7 separate regions of the Mus musculus genome follow, and all the other regions are linked to region 4. Evidence: chromatin contacts called from public Hi-C, HiChIP or PLAC-seq and promoter capture Hi-C data. All regions are on one chromosome and are shown on one strand. Each heading gives the region's core, a stretch centred on a gene start, on an enhancer-like site or on the middle of the called end of the contact. The rest is flanking DNA. Distances are from core to core; before and after follow the strand shown.

Evidence for each region. Promoter capture Hi-C pulls out the DNA fragments that hold promoters and counts their contacts. A called contact is a pair of places that touch in the nucleus more often than the background predicts. HiChIP or PLAC-seq counts read pairs in DNA pulled down with a chosen protein or histone mark.
Region 1: a promoter capture Hi-C map of second pharyngeal arch cranial neural crest shows a contact between it and region 4, with 2.3 times the contacts expected there. The contact joins two enhancer-like sites. A contact is called at or near these places in 7 of 39 promoter capture datasets (cranial neural crest, frontonasal cranial neural crest, hippocampal neurons and 4 more) and 10 of 115 datasets of contacts at active chromatin or transcription factors (SST interneurons, T-cell acute lymphoblastic leukemia, astrocytes and 5 more).
Region 2: a contact with region 4 is called in an H3K4me3 HiChIP or PLAC-seq map of bone marrow-derived macrophages, with 3 times the contacts expected there. The contact joins two enhancer-like sites. A contact is called at or near these places in 1 of 15 datasets of contacts at CTCF or cohesin (pro-B cells), 5 of 115 datasets of contacts at active chromatin or transcription factors (bone marrow-derived macrophages, embryonic forebrain, embryonic midbrain and 2 more) and 1 of 9 other capture datasets (embryonic stem cells).
Region 3: a contact with region 4 is called in an H3K27ac HiChIP or PLAC-seq map of SST interneurons, with 9 times the contacts expected there. The contact joins two enhancer-like sites. A contact is called at or near these places in 5 of 484 Hi-C or Micro-C datasets (cerebellum, cerebral cortex, cortical neurons and 2 more), 13 of 115 datasets of contacts at active chromatin or transcription factors (SST interneurons, bone marrow-derived macrophages, embryonic basal ganglia and 7 more) and 1 of 9 other capture datasets (embryonic stem cells).
Region 5: a contact with region 4 is called in an H3K4me3 HiChIP or PLAC-seq map of bone marrow-derived macrophages, with 9 times the contacts expected there. The contact joins two enhancer-like sites. A contact is called at or near these places in 1 of 15 datasets of contacts at CTCF or cohesin (pro-B cells), 1 of 484 Hi-C or Micro-C datasets (regulatory T cells) and 9 of 115 datasets of contacts at active chromatin or transcription factors (acute myeloid leukemia, bone marrow-derived macrophages, embryonic forebrain and 4 more).
Region 6: a contact with region 4 is called in a Hi-C map of adipose-derived mesenchymal stem cells, with 2.0 times the contacts expected there. The contact joins two enhancer-like sites. A contact is called at or near these places in 5 of 39 promoter capture datasets (cranial neural crest, hippocampal neurons, liver and 1 more), 1 of 484 Hi-C or Micro-C datasets (adipose-derived mesenchymal stem cells), 6 of 115 datasets of contacts at active chromatin or transcription factors (embryonic forebrain, embryonic limb bud, embryonic stem cells and 2 more) and 1 of 9 other capture datasets (embryonic stem cells).
Region 7: a contact with region 4 is called in a Hi-C map of B cells, with 3 times the contacts expected there. The contact joins two enhancer-like sites. A contact is called at or near these places in 1 of 39 promoter capture datasets (pre-B cells) and 2 of 484 Hi-C or Micro-C datasets (B cells and embryonic stem cells).

The regions. Positions count from the first base shown.
Region 1 is chr5:20,055,084-20,058,467 of GRCm38.p6, forward strand. All of the region lies in intron 2 of Magi2 (membrane associated guanylate kinase, WW and PDZ domain containing 2), which reads left to right. Among named protein-coding and RNA genes, the nearest start is that of Gm23570, 36 kb to the right of the region's middle. Within about 2 kb of position 1,653, at least 15 of the 459 cell types and tissues checked have an H3K27ac peak or open chromatin away from gene starts, as enhancers often do. A contact at or near this core is called in hippocampal neurons and second pharyngeal arch cranial neural crest, where this site is marked.
Region 2 is chr5:19,968,738-19,971,632 of GRCm38.p6, forward strand. All of the region lies in intron 2 of Magi2 (membrane associated guanylate kinase, WW and PDZ domain containing 2), which reads left to right. Among named protein-coding and RNA genes, the nearest start is that of Gm23570, 120 kb to the right of the region's middle. Within about 2 kb of position 1,549, at least 13 of the 459 cell types and tissues checked have an H3K27ac peak or open chromatin away from gene starts, as enhancers often do. A contact at or near this core is called in bone marrow-derived macrophages, where this site is marked.
Region 3 is chr5:19,918,822-19,921,814 of GRCm38.p6, forward strand. All of the region lies in intron 2 of Magi2 (membrane associated guanylate kinase, WW and PDZ domain containing 2), which reads left to right. Among named protein-coding and RNA genes, the nearest start is that of Gm52765, 150 kb to the left of the region's middle. Within about 2 kb of position 1,485, at least 3 of the 459 cell types and tissues checked have an H3K27ac peak or open chromatin away from gene starts, as enhancers often do. A contact at or near this core is called in SST interneurons, where this site is marked.
Region 4 is chr5:20,700,996-20,704,194 of GRCm38.p6, forward strand. It overlaps Magi2 (membrane associated guanylate kinase, WW and PDZ domain containing 2), which reads left to right. Exons shown (of 23, transcript NM_001170746.1): 23 at 1,075-3,199. The coding sequence ends at 1,131. Among named protein-coding and RNA genes, the nearest start is that of Gm52763, 21 kb to the left of the region's middle. Within about 2 kb of position 1,381, at least 415 of the 459 cell types and tissues checked have an H3K27ac peak or open chromatin away from gene starts, as enhancers often do. A contact at or near this core is called in B cells, SST interneurons, adipose-derived mesenchymal stem cells and 3 more, where this site is marked.
Region 5 is chr5:19,867,073-19,870,395 of GRCm38.p6, forward strand. All of the region lies in intron 2 of Magi2 (membrane associated guanylate kinase, WW and PDZ domain containing 2), which reads left to right. Among named protein-coding and RNA genes, the nearest start is that of Gm52765, 100 kb to the left of the region's middle. Within about 2 kb of position 1,554, at least 2 of the 459 cell types and tissues checked have an H3K27ac peak or open chromatin away from gene starts, as enhancers often do. A contact at or near this core is called in bone marrow-derived macrophages, where this site is marked.
Region 6 is chr5:20,133,503-20,136,812 of GRCm38.p6, forward strand. All of the region lies in intron 3 of Magi2 (membrane associated guanylate kinase, WW and PDZ domain containing 2), which reads left to right. Among named protein-coding and RNA genes, the nearest start is that of Gm25761, 21 kb to the left of the region's middle. Within about 2 kb of position 1,454, at least 4 of the 459 cell types and tissues checked have an H3K27ac peak or open chromatin away from gene starts, as enhancers often do. A contact at or near this core is called in adipose-derived mesenchymal stem cells, where this site is marked.
Region 7 is chr5:21,254,056-21,257,142 of GRCm38.p6, forward strand. All of the region lies in intron 18 of Gsap (gamma-secretase activating protein), which reads left to right. Among named protein-coding and RNA genes, the nearest start is that of Gsap, 69 kb to the left of the region's middle. Within about 2 kb of position 1,581, at least 94 of the 459 cell types and tissues checked have an H3K27ac peak or open chromatin away from gene starts, as enhancers often do. A contact at or near this core is called in B cells, where this site is marked.

The DNA.
Region 1 (3,384 bases), core at 403-2,902, 650 kb before region 4:
CAGTGACCACTTAACCTGAAGTCAGCCATGCTTCTGTGGTACATGTTAAGAATGGAGCAAGTCTCCAGTACATAGGTCCCTTGGGGGTTTGCTTTTACTTTGGTGAGTCATTCTGTGCAGTTTTGCTCCCAGAGTCACAGCATTTTTTTTTTCCTGTGTTGTAAATACAAGTGAGGCAAAGACAAAATTTCATGAAAAGCTTGAGTTTTATAACTAAAGTTTCCGCTACTATTTTGTAGGTAGAGGAGATGGGCTTCAGTATAAAAGAATTGATAGGGGAAGCACATGGAAAGACAGTTGTGTAGGTTGAGTGTCTGCCCCACAGCCTGTGCTCCAGGTGTTTAGACAAGCAGATTCTTGGAGCTGTAGCTAGTGAGTTTAGCTAAATCAAGGAACCCCAGGTTTAGTGAGAGTCCCTCTTTCAAAAGACACCTGGCACTGACTTCTAACCTCTACACACAAGTGCACACAACAGACACCAACACCTATTAAGCCCGCTTGCATCCTCACATGAACGTGCGCATATCTCACACACATACATTCACCACAAGATTTAGAGTGTAGATTAATTACAATGAGAGCAATGATAGTTTATATGGATGAACAGATAAATAAATTAATGAATGAGTGAATGAATGAATGAATGAATGAATAAACAGATTCACTTTGCCCTAATTTGTCTTAATGCAAAGTGCATGATATGTTCCTGTCAGTAGTGCATGAGATGTTCGTACTGACAATATTATATATGTTCATTTAACATACATATCTTATGGTAGAAAGTATATATATGTATATTATATATATATCATATGTGCATACGTATAAAACATAAAAATACCACCCTAGAATTTTTCTTCTTTCTTAGTGTTGGGGTTTTTGAACTCAAGTTATGGAGGACAACAAATGAACATTCTTATGCATATGTGTGTGGTAGGGCTAAGGTGGGTAGTGCTGCAGACTGAAGTCAGGGCCTCATTCACACTAAGCAAGCACTTTTCTACTGAGCTTTTATCCAGCCCAAGCCTTAATCAAGTAGTACTTCTCACCTTAATATCTGTTTGGTAGACATACAACAGGGATATAATCCTGTATGTGAGAAGCATGAAATCGATGCCTGGGTCTCTTTGTCTGAAGAACTTGTTTCAACAGATAGCATTTCTGGGGAGTGGCATGGGCCTGTATTCTCAGGCATTCAGGAGGAGGGTGCAGAAGGATGGCCTGAGTCCAGGAATCCTGGACTGTATTGTAATATGACTATTGGGTGTTTACACTAAGTTCAGCTGAACTGAACAAAACCATATTTTTAGATGCTATATCATTAAAACCAAGCAGAATAAAAGCTACTCTGACTGGTTGTGTAAAAATTGATTTAAAGGCACTTGGCCAAAGGACAGTGTTTCTATTGGAAGCACACACACAAATCTGGTATGATGTTCACACTTGCTAATGAGTAACTTGCAAGCTGAAGGAGTGTCTTAGAAACCTAAGAGTGAGTTAATTAAAGGTCAACTCCAAAGGGAATTGCCCTAGCTGTCAAGATTTATTTTTTCTAGCCTGAAGTTGAGAAACACTGGGAAGAAGGAGAGAGAACATAGTAAAAAGGGCATGCTGACGTTTCCCAGATGGCCTCATCATGACCCATCTGCTTTGAACACAGCGGCACTTGATGATCAGCTCTAGGTCTATTTCTTTCCACACCACATGGCCGATCTTGTAGCAGTTGCAGCACATCGAAATGGATCACAGTGTTGTCCTGATGGTTTTTGCTTTAAGTCAGTGATGTTTTAAAATTATTTTATGGGATTGTAAACACTAGCAAAAATCAAGGAGGAATTATGCTCTAGACTCATACACACTAAAGATGTCATTCTTGTTTCTTTTCGAGGTGAAATGGTCAGTGTTCTTTCATTTAAAACTAGAATTCTTAAGAATCTAATTGGCATTTCCTGGTTGCCATGGTTACCAAATGACAAGCAGCCTTCATATACTTTCATCTTGCATCAACAAACTAACCTTTGTGAAAAAACTCAATTCTCTTCAGACATGCGCTTTGAGTTTAAGCACTGGATGTCTTTATAGCCTCTGAAAGAGGTATTATTCATACAGAAGTTAATTAGCCAATTATCAAATAAGGTCTTTCCTTTAAGAAACTAAGCAATAGGACATAAAGCATAAATTCAATTAGTGGAATTTCCTCCCTTTCATTTCCATTCATTTTTGAGGAGTGGTCTAGAAGAAATAATACTGGAATAGAGAAGCCATAATTTAAGTGATAAAATTTATTTTAGACTTCTCTATGGACTATATAGGAAAATTGTATTCAAAAGGCATTATGAGACAGTGCTTCAAGCTGAGCTCCCTGATGAATCTCCGTGTCCCATTCAGATCCTCCCCAGCTGCCTGCCACTGTATTCCTGATGCTGGGTGGACTTGCAGTTAGTGCTGAAGCTTGCTTCCCTGTCAATTCTCTATTCACAATCTTTAGAGTGGGGAAAGCATCTATAATTATTTCAGCATAAAAATAAGGTAAGTAACCATTTCAGGAAAATCTGCATCAACCTTTCCCAGCCAACGTATTAATTGCGCTTACCTGCAACTTACCCCTGTGCAACACTTCATTGCTCTTCACATTTTACCCCACATGGGCTGCCTTTCCTAGTAGAATGAGAAACCTTCACAGATCTCTGCCTGCTTTTCTAGTTTTTTCTTCTCTAATATAACACTAACAACTTTCCTTTCTTCCTGAGTGCATAAACTTAAAATTATGCTTTCTCTCCTTATTGTTGAAGGCGCTATGCCTGCAGGTAAACTTAAATAACCGACTAATGAGGCTTTAGAAATATTTTTATAATTTTCAACTGAGGCAACAAGTAGCAAGAAACTTCTCATGATCCAGTTCACAGGATCTATTTGTTTTATTGTGTCATTCAAAAGGAAACAATGACCAAGACATTACCGGTCACATTAGTGTCTCATCAGGCAAATGGATCTATTTCTTAACTTTCTTCATACTCAGATAATATTATAAAGTCAACTTGTATCTTTAGTCAAAAGAAATTCTTACTCTGAACAAAGTATTTTGAACAAAGCTAGTTGGCTTATATTTTAATTCTAATAGACTGTAAAACTAAGATACTATCACTGATATTTGGGAACCTACAATACTACTGGCTATGCTGTTCCTGCTATTGAGAGGAATATGGGTAATATTGCCATGACATCCATGTTTTTATAATGCCTCTCATAGCTATTGGGTATTTTAGCATATGACAAGAACATTGATAATCAAGTAAATGATGTTTTCATCTATGACCACATACATAAAATATTGAAACAGAAATGAATGTAGACAGACTCAACTCTCACATTAAAACACATGTA
Region 2 (2,895 bases), core at 299-2,798, 730 kb before region 4:
TCATTTGAGCAAATGTATTCCTTTATCCTTGATAAAATTGATTCCTTTGCCAAGGCTAACAGGAAAGCAGGAAAGGGGCTTGGTGCGAGAATGGCTTCAGCTGGAGAGGGAGGAGATGGCAAAAGGCACATCAGAGCAAAATCAGCTGCAATTTAAAATGTACATGTGTGAAACTGAGCATGTTTTTAAAAATGTGAATGTAGGAAAGTGTGTTTCTGAATTGTCATCAAACTGCCATTGAATTCCTTAGAGTACTCCCTTTAAAGTACTTTACAGAATTCTCACAACTTAAAGATTTAGAAATTTTCTGAATGAATGGAAAGCTGGATAGCTTTAATTTCAAAATAAAAATAAACTAACCTATTCTAAAATGTTCTTTTCAAGTTCCCATATGTACTTACCCCCCTCACAATATAGAGATATCCAACTTTTATTTTATAGCAGTTAAAGTTTGAGGTAACCCAAAATATTAGTTAAATCTGCTTTTAGTGAGAGAACATGAAGAAAAGTGAGATGGTTAACTTTGAAGAGGACTGTCTGAGATTAATTCTTATAGTGTCTGGATCGTTCTTCGGCAGCTCACTAGATACAGACTTTATTATGTCTTTGGGAGTACAAGTGTGTGCACCTTGCATAGATAATCTAAAACTTAGCTTTTACCCGAGAGGACCCAGCAACAGAGGGGTGCACTGTAGTGTGGACAAGAATAAGAATGCAAATGGAATGCTTGGCCTGGGAAGTCTTTTCTGGTTGACAAAATATGGACTTAGTGATCATATAAAAGCTTACCAGAGTTCAGGTCAAAGTCAGCTTTTCCAACACTAGAGCCAATTTTTTTTTTTCCTACCACACTTTAGTTCTAGGCTGTGATTAGACAGATGTTAAGCCTCCATTTCAGATGCTCACCCCATACAATGATTTGTACACACTGCTTTGCATCGAATCACAGATTTTTCCTCAAAGAAGCAAATTAATGCTAAAACAATCTTGTGCGATGTTGTTCTATCTGTCTGGAACCACAAGTCATAATTAGGGATGTGCATAGAACTTTTCCTCTAAAACAGAAAAGTGGGTAATTAAGTTTACGTTTCTGATGAAAGAAACAACTTTTTCTTTTGAAATTATTCTGTCTGGGCTCTGAATTAAAATGGCTTGAGTTCCCCAGTGTCTAAGTGGCTCAGAAACATCTCTTCCCATAACAGTTGTACATCACTAAGCTGCTTCACATTTGGTGCCAACTTATAAAATAAAGCAGACCATTTTGCATGATCTTCATTATTTAAATGTAAGAGACTATCTTAGCGTATCATGAATAAATTTCATAAGCTATAATTTTTCACATATATAAATTAGAGAAGTAATAGTCGAAAGGACTAATTGTAAATTTGGATTGCCCAGCTTTCAATCCTCAAAGTTAACTGAGTCTTCTCAGTGTCTTTATGTATCAAATGAGACCAGTCATAGCTCCAGCCCCATAGATCTGCTCCTAGGATGTGGTGGGATTGCCACATACACAGGGCTGTGTGACTGGGACCTAGAAAGTGCTCAATCAGTGTGACTCGCCACCTTTTACAGTCTAAGAGGAAAAATAAGTCGTCTGTGAGTCATTGCCACTGCATTCCTCCAAATATTGCTTCCAAATTATCCTTCTACAAAGCATGACTTATTTATGATTTTATATACAGTTAATTAGATATACTTTGATGTATTTACATAAGAAAGAATTTATCTTCACTTTGGAGAAAATTCTCTAACCACAGTTCTATGCTGATGCATCATTATCAGTGTGACTCGTTTCTTCATTTCTAAATATAGAAATGAAGCCATTTGATACATGGTGTTTGACTACAGCAAGGTTGTTGTGCTTAAATACTGATACAACTAAGATTGTAACTGATGAATTATATAACACAAAAAAAGTCACAAAGACATTAAATTGTATTTTGCTTATAACTTCTCTTTAAGCTTTTCAGATTTTTGAACAACATTAAAAGAGAGAGAGAGAGAGAGAGAGAGAGAGAGAGAGAGAGAGAGAGAGAGAGAGAGAGAGAGATGGCCTAAATTAAATTCTGTGCACACTGTCAGAGTTTGGGGAGAGTAAGTACCCAGTAATGGAACTCTTGATAGCCCTGTTGCCAGGCACCTCATATGTCAAACACCTGAGATGGCGAGGCAGGTTTAATGGATAGAATGAGCTATTATTAGCAGCTAGAGACTTCCAAGCCCTTGGCACAACCTTTGTCTTTGCAAGGAAGATGGTGAGAGTTGTACCCTAGCTATTTTTCTGCAGTTAAGTTCTTGTGTGAACCATGCATGCTGCAGTATTTCTATCTAAATTAAAAAAAAAAAAAAATCTGGCTACTCCTACTTTCCATAATGCAAGACTAACAGCAACTTAGCTTTTATGAACTTTGGGAACACATTCTCACACAGTCTATCCACACAATGCGGATGTTATTTGAAGGTCAGTTATTGTTCTTCTTGCCTTCATTTTAATAAAAGCAGCTTAAGGTTATTGTACTAGAAAAACAATTAAGTATTATTTTTCACAATTTTACATGTTTGTATTAGAACTCGCAATTCCCTGAAATAGTTTGAAATGGCATGCATCGGATTACAGAGATTGCTTTCACATTCCATTAATTAGTTCACAAAGAATATCCAGAGAAATTGACTATCTAAGACATTCGAAAGCTGTGGGATTCTATTTTCAGGTAAATCTAGCTGTTCATCTGCTTTCTCCAGAGACAGTGTTCTGATGTTTTGTATTGCTGAATATATTCTCCAATAGATGAGCAGAGCCCTCATATTCCTAGTCTAACCCCAGACAGTGGGGTGGTGGTGTAGCCAGGGCTAAGCTTTCTAGATCTCGTGGGACCCAGATGTTCTTTGATA
Region 3 (2,993 bases), core at 235-2,734, 780 kb before region 4:
CAGATTTGGTAAGCCAATAACAATATAGGTCTCTTTAGTTCCATACAAAATCTCTCTATTTAGTGTTAGTTGTAGATGTGTGAACAACAGCATATATGCGGTGGACTGACTACTACTCTGTTATGAGTATGCATACAGGGAGGGAGGGCTATGTCGCTTTACCTAGACCTGCAGAGGAGTAAGAACTTCCAAAGCCAAGAGGTAATATCCCTCCTTCAGTTGCAGAAGAAGGAAAGTATATTTGGATAGAAAAATAAACACCACACTGTTGCCTGAGATACATAAAGAATGTTGTGGAGCTAGAGACATGATGGCTAAGCAATTAGGAACACTGGCTACTTTCCTAGAGGACTTGGGTTCAATTCTCACTACTCATATGGCAGCCCATTACTGCCTATATACCTGGTGCCAGGGAATCAGATACTCTCTTCTGGACTACACACACGCGCGCACACACACACACCCATAAATGACTTAAAAGATATTAAAATGTTGCTTCTTAAAGAACAATGGCTGAGTCAAGATATATGCAGGATATTGAGAGATGAAAGAGAGTGGGGGAGGGTCATTAATAATGGGATATCTTCTTATGACTGCCCCCTGGTCATAATACTTTCTCCTCATTTGTACATAGAAGTATGTCTAATGGTGGGTGTATTTAGTTTGCAGTGACAAAACCAAACCAAACCAAAGTACCACCAACAAAAACCCACAAAATAAAAACCTAGCACACATTTCATTTTTCCTAAGTGTGTCTCAGCACAGGAAAACACATTTTACTGTATAGAATAATAAAAGAGAATGTTAGAAAAACAGAAATCAGCAGAATTATAAATGCAGTAATTTCTGTGTCCATGACGCTTAGAGGGATTTTATGAATATATTTTAACATATCCCCTTTATTCATATTACAGTGATCTATTGAGTACCTGCTGTGTTTTAGGCATTTTTCCAGGTGCTTGAGATATGGTAATAAACACATGAGGAAAAAATCTTCACGAGAGAGACCAATAATGCAAAAGTTAACTTAGTGAAGTTTAATCATGGCCACTATGAGGAAAGCGAGTTGCTGTCTCAGGATGGAAAATAAGGAAAGGTGGCACCAAACTGACAACTGAGTCAAGTCTTGGCAGAAGTGAGAAGCTATCAGGGTGGGAAGCACAGGGCTGTTGAGCATGCTCAGTTACCTGTGCTCATGTGCAGTCCAGGAAGACTGGGAATAAAGGGTTAGAATGCAGGAATGAAGGTCCCGGAAAGGTGCACATGTAGCACTCACTAACTTACTACGGCGATCCAAGCCCTGGGTTTAATGGCAGGACCTCAGCAGAGAGTAAGGGACTTAAAGGGGATTTTCTGTGCTGAGCTAAATGAGTCACATTTAGCTGAAGGGATTAGAAGAAAACTAAAGGTTCGGACAGAAGAGAGGAGAACAATGAGAGACAGTTGTGTCCTCTATGCTGGGTGAAGCAATGTTTTAAATACAGCATGAGTACCCGCATCAGCTGCTGCTGCTGCGGTTGCATCATGAGAATTCACTAATGATCGCTGGATTTAGCAACAGAGACATCAAGAGAATAAGGAGAGAAAAGGAGACAGAGCACAGATAGTTCCCTTAAACTTAGTTTTTGGTTTGTGCTGGAGAGAAAACAGAGTCAACAGATGGATTTTTTTTTCAGTTTAATGAGAAACGTGATCACATTCATGTATTAAAGACAATGATTTAAGAAGGAGGAAGCACATGGTATTGGAGAAAGAGCTGCTTTCACTGTCTCTGTGTAGGTTTGTAATCTTTGCACTACCTGGGCCTATACATGGTACTTTCCCAGTAAGTTACCTCACCAGCTTTGGTTTCTATATTTTATTTTGAAACAGGCTCTTACTATGTTACCAAAGCTGCCCTTGGAATTGCCATCTCCCTACCTAGCCCTCTAAGTACCTGAGATTATGGGTGCACACCACAATGTCCAGCCTTTGGTGGGAGGGCTTTAGCTAGGGCATACCTTCCAGAGTACAGGTGGAGAGGCTGGTGTGGCCTGGGCCTATCAGCAGCAAGAAGCCAGCTGGCAAAGAGGTGGGTGGGGAGATTTGGTGGTGGGAGTTCTAAGTGTTCTTTTCTAATGAAATTAATTTTTTCATGAAAATTAAAACAAGATGAAAGTAGAGGCTATAAAGGAGATTATTAAAAGAAACAAGAGTCCCTCAGTTCTGGACAAGGGGGAAATAGTTATATAGAGAAGAAAAGGATGATTCCTGGGTAGTATTTGGAGTCTATTGGGAGCAGACGGCCATGTGAAAGATATACAGCTGGTTTTCCTGGGGTTTGTGTGTTTAATGAAGCAAGGGGATCAAAGAGGTCAAGGTGAATACATTAATAGACTATCATGATAAAGGAGAAAGGGATGCTGGGGATGTAGAGAATAAAGTGTCAGGAACGGACTTCTGGACCATGAAGTCTGTGAGGGATCAACGGGTTGAAGATCTCAGAAAAGCTGAAAGTCAGCTAGTTCGGATCATAGAGGAGAGGAATACTGTAGTTGTCTGTCAGAAGTATCATCTTCTTCCACAATGCTCTCAGGTGCCATGATGGTGCATTAAACTGTCTTATTTTAAAAATTGCCCTCATTTTATGCAAACATGGCTGCCAAATGCATGTATTACTACCCATTCCCACTAATTGGTTCATCCTCTGAACAACTGGCAAAGCAGCACTGCTGATGTTGCAGCTGCTCCTATATTCACAGTTGCCTCTGGAGAGGTAAAAGAGACAGCTAAGAAAATGGTATCCATGCACTGATATGATCACAGTGATGATACAATTCACCCTTGCACTGATAGACACACTCTGATCTCAGTAGCGGTTCCAGCGGGATGTAATGGTGTCCATACAAGTGGAAGCTAGGCATAGGTCCCTACTTGGCTGACTACTGCTCAGACTGCTCCCTGAGGGAATCCAACTGTTTCTCCACCTTTTCTATCATGGAGGCAAATTCCCC
Region 4 (3,199 bases), core at 131-2,630:
GCTGGGCGGACTCAAGATCACTAACCTTACCACCTACTAGTGGAAAAGAATCAACAGCCACCCAGAACTCAATATAAATGTGGCTTCTTTGTGTCCCACTCATATACTAATTCCTTAGAGAAAATAACATTCTGAGAATTATAAAACTTAAGATCTTTTCAAAGGTCATGAGACATTTTCCTCACAAATATCAAGGGTTCCTGTATTGAATTTCCCTGCTTGATTTTGCCTTGGGGTAAGAAAATTCCAGGGAAATGTTATTGCTGGTGGTCATAACTAACTCACTGAATCCAACACATCTGCCCCCTACTTGGTTTCCGGCCAGTGTTTTGTTTTATGTTATATATACTTTTTTGGAAAGTCAACATAGTTGCTTGGAAGGCAACAGAGTAAATCCTCAATGGCCTTAAAGCTAGGCTTTCTAGAATCAGTCCCGTTTATCTTAGTCTAGGAGCCATCCATGTTAAAACTACAAAAAAAAAAAAAAAAAAAAATCAAAGACAATGATTTTCTTTTCGGGCAAGAAAGCAATGATAGTTTTCAGATGAATCAATCCAAATCCCAAGGTTATTAGGCAATTGCTGAGAACTATGCTTTGAGCGACACCTAACGGCTGAGAAAATCACACACCCAACTCCTTTGAGGAGGACTCAGATCCATCCCAAGAATCGCAGAAGGCCTGCTAAAAACAGAGGAGCACCTGGTCTCTATACTGCTGGGACCTGCTGGGCTGGGTCGCTGGGCAACTTGTATTTCCACAGTGAGGTCTGAGAACCGGTGATTTATTGCCAAGTCAGTGGCCATGCTAGGCGTGACCCCAGAAATTAAGAGCAGACTGAGGCAAAGGGATTAGGCCCGAGCTGTGCCTTGAACTCTTGAGCGATGGCTGCCCGGGACGGGTGGGGGACGGAACCCCGGGGTGCGGCTGGCTGCCCTCTGGGCAGTTGAGGGATGTGGCGGGGCCCTTGAGAGCAGCCGCCTGGCTGCCAGCCCGGGTCCCCGGCATGGGGGTGGGGGAGTTAGCTGGAGCGCGGGGACGCGGCGCGCCCTAACGCCTGTGCTTCCTGTCCACAGACGAACCCCACGCCTGGAGTGCTGCCGCTGCCGCCGCCCCAGGCCTGCCGGAAGTAGGCGTCTCCCTCGAAGACATCCTCTCTCCATTCTCTCCATCACATCCAGCCCCACCCTCCGACCCTTCCCACCAGATAGGCCCAGACCCAACTTGGGATATCCAAAGGGAACACGACGTTAGGAAACCAAAGGAGCTTTCGGCCGGCGGCCAGAAGAAGCAGCGCCTGGGGGAGCAGAGGGAGCGCTCGGCGAGCCCGCAGCGCAGTGCGCGGCCCAGGCTGGAGGAGGTGCCCGGCGGCCAGGGGCGGCCCGAGGCCGGCAGGCCCGCCTCGGAGGCGGCCGACGGGAAGGAGGCGCTGCGCGGCCGGCGTGAGGGCCTCGGGGCCGCGGGCGCGCGGGAGGCCGAGGCCAAGGTGGGTGTGCGCTCGGGGGCCCGACCCGCAGCGCGGCCCACGGGGGGCGGCCCAGCGCGCAAGGCGACGATGGCGCCGGGGCCCTGGAAGGTGCCGGGCTCCGACAAGCTGCCGGGCGCCCTGCAGCCTGGCGCCTCGGCCGCGGGCAGATGAGCCCCAAGGCGAGGGGCCCCCGCCCGCCTCCACGCAGGCCGATCTTCCTGGGTTCCGTCTCACGGCGTTTTAATTTATTTCCACTGTCACACGCATAGATCTATACGAGGCGCCGAAGCCCGGGAGCGCCGGCGTGCGACGCGCGTAGGCGGCACGGCACGGTGTGCGCGCAGGCAGACCTAAACTGATCCTAAAGCCCCCGGTTCCATGGTGGGAGCTTTGGCAGCTACGGAAGAACCAAAATCACGCAAACATCACAGAGAGACAGTGCAGTGTAGCTTTAGATTCAAAAAGAGAAAAAGAAAAAAGTTCCCCCCACTGCATGAAGGATTTGGATGTCATCCAAACTTTATATCAAGAAACTGGACAAGTTCAGAGCAATCACAAACTGGAATATCGCCTTAAAAAAAAATCAAACTGCACGGAGCAAGCGGAAACTGAGACAAGATTATATCTTTTAATTGATCTAAAGTGTTGTAAATAAATCGTTCTTGACATATCTAGACAGGGGATAAAGGGTTTCTTTGAAACATCCAGAACTGTTCTCCCATGCTACGTTTCCATGGCTCCCCCTTCAGCATCCACCAACGGTATTAGCAGCAGCGTCCCCTGCCTACTGCAGGATGAGTTAGAAACCTAGTGAATTCATTGGTGTGATGCCTTTTTTACTGCCATTTCTGTGGTCAAGTCACATTTCTGTACATTTTCAGTAGTAGGGAAAAAAGGTTTTAAAAATTGTATCCTAGGGAGCAGTTTGCCGTAAGTCAGAATTTTGCAGGTTAGCTCGTAGATCCTAATTGGTTGCCTCTAAAATAATGAGTTTGATAATCAAAAGACCATAATCTGTTTAATCGAGATTGACAACGCTGCAGTTCCTTCCTGAAAAGGCTTCCTGTCATCCCAGGCACTCAGAGATACGTAGCTGCTCTGTTAGCAATCTTCTATTTTACCTATTTGATTGTCTTATTTTAAAGCTCTTCATTTGCACTTTGACAAAGTATTTGTCCTATATTTCTCAAATTAGAATCTCTAATATTGAAAGCATTATGATAACTAATTTATTTTCATTAAAGAACATAAGTCCTTTGGCATTCCTTTCTGCTTTCCTTATTTGATCTCCTTTTTGTTTCCACCTGTAGCTTTTCGCCTCCAATTTGCTAATGCTTTTTGTTACACTAACAATCTATAGATGCACCTTTATGTCCCCGGGTTACCATCGCAGGTCAGCGATTGTCCCTGCAGTAAAAACTGTCAAACGTTAACATTAGTCAGCTATCCATTGGTATTTATTGTAGCTGCACATATTTAAAGACAAAATGTCTGAAGGCATTTTGTCATGAATATGTTTTGTATAACTGAGGCTTCAACTCTTCAGATATTCTGCTCCTTACACAAGTACTTGTTGAGTAAGAGGGAAGCCGGGTCCATCACGCCAGGTCACATGTAACTGCTGTCTCAATGAGTCTTCCCACTCTCTGGACACTACCTAGTTTAATTTCCATCGTACATAAAGATAGTTGTTCCACAAGCAAATATGGTCAGAAGCCTCAAGTGAAGGGTAT
Region 5 (3,323 bases), core at 304-2,803, 830 kb before region 4:
GCTAAGGCCAAACACATTATAAAGAAATATAAGTCTCCGTGTCATTACTGGGGATGTGGAATGGGCATAGTAAGATCCACAGTTACAGTCTTCACTATGTTAAACTATACATAAGTCATTTATGATTAAGAAATATTACATCTTGAGCAAGAAATAACATAGGACCATACTTAACCGACTGTAGTGATTGACATGCACCTGAGAGAAGTTTCATAGTCTGAAAAATATGCCAGCCTGTTGTTGATTAAAATTAAGGTCAGACAGCTTTCTGAAAGCAAGGCTCTTTTCCCATCCCTGGGTGGGTAGCCTCCACGGTATTAGGGCTGTTATGCTGGGGTGAGAACACTGTGCTCTTACACTTTCAACACCAGCAACAAAAGACTGTATTGTTCACCCTGATCATTTAACTCACCTTTCTTTATCACACAAACCTTTTATTTTCATAAAGTAGATTCTCTATCTTGTTCTTGTTATGTGTTTCACTGTTTTTCTGGATTTTTCACAACCTGATCTGCCCTCTGACAGTTCTTTTAAATGACATTATATTTTGCTACTTTATTATATTTTATTATATTTTATTTTATTTTATTCTATTTTATTTTGACATATTGGAAACAGAGTCATGTAGCCCACTCACATAAGCCCAAAAGCCACACAGACCCAGCTCAAGTTGTTGTTCGTCTGGGTTTCTTTTCTGATTGCTATCATAATATGCTTTGACAGAAGCAATGTAGGGGGAAAGCAGCTACTTAAGGTCACAGTTCCAGGTGTCTCTCAGTTCGGGAGTCTCAACAGAAGGACCCTGAGATCACAACCTGATCCCAGCCATGATCAAAGAGCAGTAACTAGAGCCATGCCGGTGCTCAATTAGCTTTCTCCACTCTTAAGCAGTGGCCTGTCCCTGGCCAAGGGAATGTTGTCACCTGAAGTGCCCAGATCTTCCGATCTCCATTAACACAATCAAGACAATCCCCAGAGACATGCCCAAAGGCCTGATTTAGACAGCCTTATCTGGAGAGTCCTTAATTCAGGTTCTATTCCCAAGTGGCTCTAGATTGTGTCAACTTGATAACTTGTAACAACCATCTCAGCCTTCTAGAGAATACTCATCAGTGTTCCAGCTCAGGGCCCACTGAAATTTCTGTTTGTAGAAAAACTCAGGGATTTATGGTTTTTGTTTGTTTTTTTGTTTGGTCAGCTGGTAGGTTATATTTTGCTATTTTATTTTATTTTATTATTTTATTTTATTTTATTTTATTTTATTTTATTTTATTTTATTTTATTTTGACACATTGGAAACAGAGCCTCATATAGCCCAGACCAACCTTGGAATGATACTTGTGGGACTGCCCATTAATCTGATCTTATTGTTTCAGGTTTCTAATTGTTGGAACTTAAGACACGAGCCCCATATGATAAACACTAATTTAAATGCAAATTCAACATACTTCTATTGCTTAAGCAATTTTCTATTTTGTCAGCTATTAGTCATAGCTCTCTTTGTAGATCAAGGGAAGTTCAGTTCTAGGACCATAAGCAAGCCTCTAGGTTTCTAAGTTGTAAACCACAAGTGTCATGAGCTAGTTAAGTCAGCTAGACCTCAGATGGGCCCTTGATTCTTGTGTGATTTCTAGCCTGAGCTTCTAGGACACCAAAACTGGGAGCCCCTCTCTCCTCCATGCCTGAGTATTGACCAGCATGATCTTATGTAAGTCTTCTGGAGGCAGCCGTAGCTGTTATGAGTTCACTAGTAGAGCAACCCTGGCATGGTTTACTCCTGTATTGATTGTGTCCATCAGTGACTGGATTTACCATCTTTCCTCCACATCCCATAATGGTTCCTAAGCCCATTTATAAGGGAGCACTTCACAGACACACATTTCCTGTATTTTGACCAATTGTAAGTCCCTACATTGACTATCTTTTCCTGTGGGGCAGACTCCAATATCTTTCGTACCACAGTTGCATTCTGGGGCCTGTCTTATCAGAACAGTTATTGCTGTAGCTCACAGCAGCTGACATGGCACCAAAGAAGTTTCCTGGTAACTGAATTTAATTTCATGTCTCGTCACCAAAGTGTCCAAAGAACATTTGTTTGTTTTTGTTTTGTTTGTTTGTTTGTTTTAATTGGGATTTATCCAGACAATACAAGAAATGAAAAGCAGAGAGGAAAAAAGCCTGGATTTAGAAACCCGTGAGCCTCAACTTTCACTTTTTCAGATTAATGTTCTATAAAATAGGATCATTTATACTCTCACACTTGAGTCAGGCTCGAATGAGTCTTTCTCATGTGAAAACGGTTGAAGAAATGTTCTTCCTATATCCTGTCTGATGATTTGTGTATGCTTGGGCCAGGGAGTGGTACCATTAGGAGGTATGGTCTTGTTGGAATACGTGTGTCACAGTGGGCATGAGCTTAAAGACCCTCTCCCTAGCTGCCTAGAAGCCCTCTTCCACTAGCCACCTTTGGATGAAGATGTAGAACTCTCAGCTCTGCCTGCACCATACCTGTATGAATGCTGCCATGTTCTCACCTTGATGATAATGGACTGAACCTCTGAACCTGTAAGCCAGCCCCAATTAAATGTTGTCCTTTATAAAACTTACCTTGGTTGTGGTGTCTTTTCACAGAAGTAAAACGCTAACTAAGACATCCTACTACTCAAAATCAAATTATTCTTGTATAGTTCCCACCAAAAGTGAAAATAATTGGTGTAAGGAATGTAAATTCATTTGCAAAAAGTTTATTCCCTTTTATACAGTCCCTTCTGCTTAGATGCTTATTTTTATTTGTTTTAATTTTAATTTAAATATAATTTCAAAATTTCCTCTCTCCAGCCTTTCCTATGTCCCTATCCCTTCCTCTCAAACCCATTGCATTTTTTCTTCCTGATTATTATTGTTACAAATGTATGCATATATAACACAACCTGCTGGTTCTGCAAAGTGCTGCTTGTATATGTACATTTGGAAGGCTGATCACCTGGTATTGGGTAGCCAGTTAGGGAGTGCATCCGGAGAGAGGGCAGTTCCCGTTATTTCAGCAGTCATCAGTTGCCTGTAGCTCTGTGAGATTTCCTTCTGTGCCAGCGTGCCTATGAATGTTGTCATTGTTCTAGTGTTTTATAGGCAGCTATATTGAGGTATCATGAATTTAGTTTCCCTCGTTTCTAGGAGGCACTGTCTTACAGATTTCCTAATCTGCTGGTGTTGTGTGGTAGATGTATGTACGCATTGGGTCTTAGAACACAACAATTACTTTATCTCTGTAGTCTGACTAGTTGCGGTTTTGTGTAATAATGTCCATCTGATTCAAAGAGAAG
Region 6 (3,310 bases), core at 204-2,703, 570 kb before region 4:
TTTATTCTTCCTTCTGAATTATTCTCTTTCTGGCCTCTTATTTCGTGTTAGAAGTAGGTCTTTCCTTTTCTTCTGCTTTGTGGTCTTACAGACCATTTGTTTATCAAACCCCATCTTTACCATTTTCCATCTGTATATGTTTACAAAAAGTGGAAGAACATTGGACTTATACTGAGAAGTAATGTGTGTGGAATTTCAGTGCATAATATAACTTTACCACATAAAAAAGTAAAATTTTAAATTCCTTGGAAACTTACCAGAGCTACAGAATAAAAGTTTTAAATACTGCCAAAAATATGTAGTCTGGTTTTAAAGAAAAAAAAATCCCAACCTCATCTTTCATACCAGATAATTAGGGGAAGATACTAATTCACTAGACAAACTATAGGCTGAAGATTGGAAGCTCATTATGAAGAATTAAACTCACCTCTTCCCTACATATATTTTTCTAAAAGCTCTATGTTTTCTTCCTCTCTTATCTGCTTCATTTGTTGTTGTTAACAAATATGAAAAAAAACAAGTTAGAATAATTTTCCGTAAGGTATCTTGAATGTTAGTTGTGCTATTAAACTGTCCTTTTCATTGTGGAACACCCAGCATGGCTATTATAAATGGCTAAAAGCACTTTCCAAATGTAAGATGCTCTATAAACACTTCCACAGAAGTCTGCAACCCATTTAAATTGTATTTGATCTGGCAGAAGTTGCTATTTCAAGGATCCTGGAGCCATCATAAATTTGGATCCCATCCTTGCTTACTGGGTTTCAAATTACCCAAATGTTCTTTATTGAAATCCAATATCCATTCCAAAGCATATTACACTGAATGCAGCTTAACAGAGAGCAGGATCCAGAATGGCCCATTTTCCCCAGTTACTCTAGTATTAATGATAAGAACTAGACCTGGAGATCACATTTGATTAGATTCTTCTCTCTCTCGTTGGAAATGCTATATCTGCAGGAAACTTATAAGGTTTCTTTATCTATAATTTACACATTGGGAAGTGAAGGTAATTGTGATTCTAAAACACACCAGGGGAACTTGTTTATTTAAAGTAAATCGACATGACAGAGAGCATTTTATTTCAAGAAGATAATGGTGATTATAAAACCAGCCTGTAAAATGAACATATAACTAAAACTTGTGCAATTTTATTTATGCAGACTAAAATATGTACAAACTTAAGCAACAAAGATTTGCTGCCATCTCAGAATATTTCTTTACTTAAAAAAAGTTTGATATTGAATTGTTACAGCTCAACTTGTAACATCAAAACCTAAGGATTATGGCTGACAAATCCAGTGTGAATGAATTTAAGGCACAGAATAATGGGAAAGGAATCCAAAGATTCCTCAAAACCCACAAGCAAGAGGAGGCATAAGTGACTTCCACCAAGAATTCTATTATATTTTGTGTTGCTATTGCTCAAGACAGAGCAGTTTGGGGATTAAGCCCTTCTGGCAGTCACTCTTGCCTAGCATTTCTCATTGTGGTCTATGAACTCATAGCCAAACGGGACACTCTAAGAGGTTGAAGGGTTTCCTGTGACATCTTGTTCCTATCACCTACTGGGAAGTGTGGTTCCTCCCCTGAAACAGTCACACTCAGTAGGTATTGACATATTGAACTCTCTTTCATAAACACTTCTCTTTTGCTTGGTTAATATTGTACCCACCTAATCTGCCCATGAAATATTTCTCTTTTTTTCTCCCCAACATCCTATTACCTAGAGAACTAATGTTGCTTGAACTCTGCTGGCTGAACTTTGTTCTATATTGATGATCTTAAATTTAAAATCTATAAAAAGTTATTAATGATTCCATAATATTCACTTATACTGACAGACAGGTCATAAAGTAGAAAGAATTATGTGTTTTCCTGGGAGTGAGTATAAAGGCTTTTTTTTATTATTAGTGATGAGAAGTATTCTACCATGTGTCTATGTGGTTAAAACAATCCAGTAAAGACTTGGAAACCAGTGATATAGAAGGAATAAAGATGGCTAAAGGAATTATATAGTTAAGTAGAGAAGAGAGACAATAATGGGTATCAGAAAGATCTACAAAATGCTCACAGTTATGAATGCAATTACAACCCACTTAAAAGGTTGATCTGCTCTCCGGTCCTTCCTTCACATCCATAGTTCTTACTAGATAGTTGCTATGTGCACTATGTATTAAATCAGAAATTTCTGTGAGAGAGAAAAAATTACACCAGTTTGTGTTGTGAGTGTTTGTGGGCATCTCTGTGGGCTCCTTGTTGTCTGGGAGACTTACAAGGAATTGAGACTTACAGTTCCACTTCTTTTTTATCCAGCATTCACCAAGTACATAAAGGAATCCCATTTTTTTTTAATCAGAATCCAAAGAACCTATTCCATGGGGTCCATTTTCTAAAATAGTAAAATAGACAGAAGAAAAATATAAATAAAAAATAAATCAAATATCAAGGCTAAGTATAGACAAAGGAGTCTGTTCTTTTAGTATTGCTTTTTCTAGATCAAGTTGATTATTCTATATTAAGATGAAAGCCTGGGTTTTTTGTTTGTTTGTTTTGCTTCTTTATGAATGTCCCTGTCGATGTTTTATATCAATTGCTGTTTAATAACACAGTAGACTGCAGGTTTGATAGTAAGTCAAACTTTGAAAAATCTCATATTGCAAAACAGAGAAATGAGCTCCAAATAAGATTTGGTTCTTTTCCATATGTAAATAAAAAGACTATCACAGGAGCTAAGTGAAATCTCATCCTGCTATTTAAGCATTAGGTTGCATGATTTTCCTAGGTCTCAATGCTATTAAATAGTAACTTTATAAATATTATAAAATATTAGCTATCAATAAGAAAAAATATCTGCCATGGACCTGAGATTACAGTGAATGATAAGCTTTTGATGTTATCATATAAAACTTTTCAGAGTGTTAATAAAATTAATGTTTTCAGAGTATTGTATCATGGAGGTTCTCTTGGATGTGACCTGCTTCTTGAGGTTTCTCCTTTCCCTGACTCTGACTGTACCTGCAGAAAATCCACTGGCCCGTCCACCCATTGGTCTGTTCCTTCTGCTTTGGTAGCATTCCCGGGTCCGTAGGTCTCGATGTCCCTTTAGCACTATGTTCTGTTAGCATGATGTCTGTTAGCAGCCTTTCTTTTGCCTCCCTTCTCATCACAGCGCTGCAGATCTCACCTCCGTGCCTTTTTTCACAATCTCTGAAAATTAGTCAGGATCCTCATACTCAAGGCCTCAAGAACCTTCTTGCCTCTAGATCTGCCGAACCCTTCTTCTATTCTGATTCCCATCTAGGAAAGT
Region 7 (3,087 bases), core at 331-2,830, 550 kb after region 4:
CTCGGTGCTCACCACTGTGGGAAGGGGGAGATCATTCCTGTTACGGTGACCAGCTTTATAATTTCACTTCTGTTTTGACTGACAAGCAGCTGAAGTGAAATTTCTTGTCAGATGGGTATAAACAACCAGAAAACTCAAAATCTAACTGCTGTAAAATCTGGAGCATTTTAAAGGTTAATATGGTGCCACATATGAAAAATTTATCCTATGTGGTAAAATCCTATATACATACATGCATATATTCTGAAATGCATATGCAAAAGGAGTATTATTGTGTTAGTAAAAGTTGGATGCTTTGGGAACACTCAAAGGCATATTTCTAAAGTGTGTGTGTGTGTTTTGAAAGACATTTCATGTTTAGATTTCTCTTTTCTCACTAAAAGACCTCATGTATATGAAGGATTTCAAAATCTAAAATTTTTTAAAAGCCAAATCTGATTCACTTGTGCCACTAAGCCCCTTGGCCAAGGATGCTCTGTCCGCAGTAACTCTCTTCCATTGGCTGGAAGTATTTACATAAAGCAATAGGCTTGATGTGGCAGACACAGGGTGGCTGTCACTCTTCTGGCAGGCAGAACAGAACCTCAGTGATCATATTTTATAAAAGGACACTTTTACTCCTTCATTCACCAGTTTCAAGTATTTAATAGGTTTTATGAATGAGTAATAGCTAGACCACTGTGGTAATACTTGGTACAGTTTGACTTTTGGGACCCCTTTTCTTGTTTTTTATAAAGATTTATAAAGAAAATTAGGCAACTCAAAAGCTTCAGGGCGAAGCAAAGTGATGCTTCCTGTTGGTCTAGACGCCTTTACGGTAGGCGGTGATGCACTAGAGTGCTGTTCTGTGAGAGGCGGCCTGCAGCACCTGCCTCTTCCCCTTTCAGGTAGATGGTGGAGTAGTGTGCTTGGTCATGAAGCAGGAGGTATATTAAGAAGGTATTCAGAGCATTACATTTAATTTAGGCAACAGACATTGGGAAATACATACTAAATTGTGACACTTTTCACTTTGTATTTTGCTTAAGAGGCATATAAAGAGCATGCTTGTAATTCGGCACTCAGGAGATGCAGGCAGGAAGATCTTCAGGTGGAGGTTAGCCTGGACTACATAGTAGTGAGACCCTGTCTAAAGAAAAAAAAAAAGAGAGAAATATTCAAATGCATTTGATATACTTAAATTTTTTTGTTTTCTTTTTGTTTTAAGACATGGGCTCATATATGCCTGGCCTGCATCAATTGCCTGTGTAGCTGAGGACAATCTTAAATCCCTGATCCATCTGCCCCTCATTCCCAAGTGCTGGGATTGCAAGCGTGTACCGCCGTACACAGTTGTTTGACTAATTTCTAAATTTTTGATACTTATAATAGTAGTGATTTCCCGAAGGCCTTCTCTGCTTGTTTTTTTTGGATTATAGTTAATAGATTTCTTTGCTACGGTGTAAAATTGCAAGGGTAAGACCGGGTTTCTCCTTTTTCTAGGCACCCACTTTGTCTTTCTTTTAGACAACTTAGGACTGTGTGGGCAGAGTGTGGTTCTGTGGCAGGAAGCCAGCAAGTTACACCATCGGGTCAGGAAATACACACCTCAGGGCCCTCTGGGTGTTACCCACTGCTCTTCTGTCCTGTGACTGAGGTGTGGAGAGGCAGAGTTGGGAGCAGTGGTCCCTGGGCAGTGTTCTTACCCGGCTGCTGTGTGAGCCACCATGCCAATGGGCAGAGAATCATTTGTTTATTCCTCAAGACTCTCTGGGGCCCAGGAGACTTTGTGGATATACACATAACGCACCAGGAAGTCCCACAAGAAAATGTAGAGAAACCCACAGTTATAACCTCCACATAGTAGACTTATCTTGGGGTTTACCAAGTGGCTTTAAACCTTTTTGTGGTTGGAATAAGTTCCCTTAAAAGGCTCTGTGCGTTTATATTCGTCTTTAGCAATGATGCAAGTATTACCCTTCTCTAGTCACAATCATCCCTAACACTTGCTACAACAGGAAGCAGCAAGTTCTCACATCCAGATGAAAAGATTGACTTGGATTTTTTTTTTTCTTAAATTTGAGACAAAGAATTTACTATTTAGCTCAGGCTAGCCTAGAAGCCTCTCATTTGGACCACAGATGGCTAGCGCCACACTTACCAGCAACTGAATTTTTAAAATAAAGACTATTGTAAAAAACTAAAACAACAACAAAAACAAATAAACACCAAAAAACCCATACACTGAATTTAATTGAACCCAAAGTCTATACATTTCAATGGCCTTCCATACTGTTAAATAAAATACTAGATAGTATTCTTGCTTGTAGCTAATTCTAAATTGTGCATTATAATTTTAGTTATTTTAAATGTTACTATTGTACATTTGAAAATGCTATTTAGAACTTGCATAAGTTACTTTTTTGTTGTTGTTGTAAAAAAAAAAAACCAAAAACCCACAAGAATTGGTTTAAGAGAGAAGGGGAATTTTCCCACTGTTCTCCCATCCAATCCTTTGAGGCAGAGAAAGCATGGTGGCGACATCTGGCTATACTGCACCCCAGCCAGAAGTTAGGGAGCGATCAGTGCTTCGGCCCCACTGGATTCCATGTCTGTTCAATCAGTACCCACAAGAAAGGGTGATGACTGCATGTAGCGCTGGTCTTCCCACCTCAATCCACCCAGTTAGTTTATGCCTCATAGACCTGTCAGAGGTGAGAATCAATATTAACCACCTTGGGTGGTTGCACATACCTTTAATCTCAATACTGGAGAGGCAGAGCAGGTGGATCTCTGAGTTAGAGGTTAGCCCGGTCTACAGAGTGAATTCCAGGACACAGCCAGGGCTACACAGAGAAACCCTTTCAAAAAAAGAAAAGAAAAAAAAACTAACGACCAAGAAAGAAAACAAAAAAGAAAAACCTAAAACAAAACAAAACTCCAAATCCCCCCAAAACAAAAAACCAAAAGAACCAGACAAACAAACTAGCAAAACAAAAAACAAACAAAAAACCAACCAAACAAACAAACAAACAAACAAAAAAAAACCCCACAAAAAAACAAAACAAAACCAGAACATTTACTTTTCCAAAGCAAGAGACACACTCT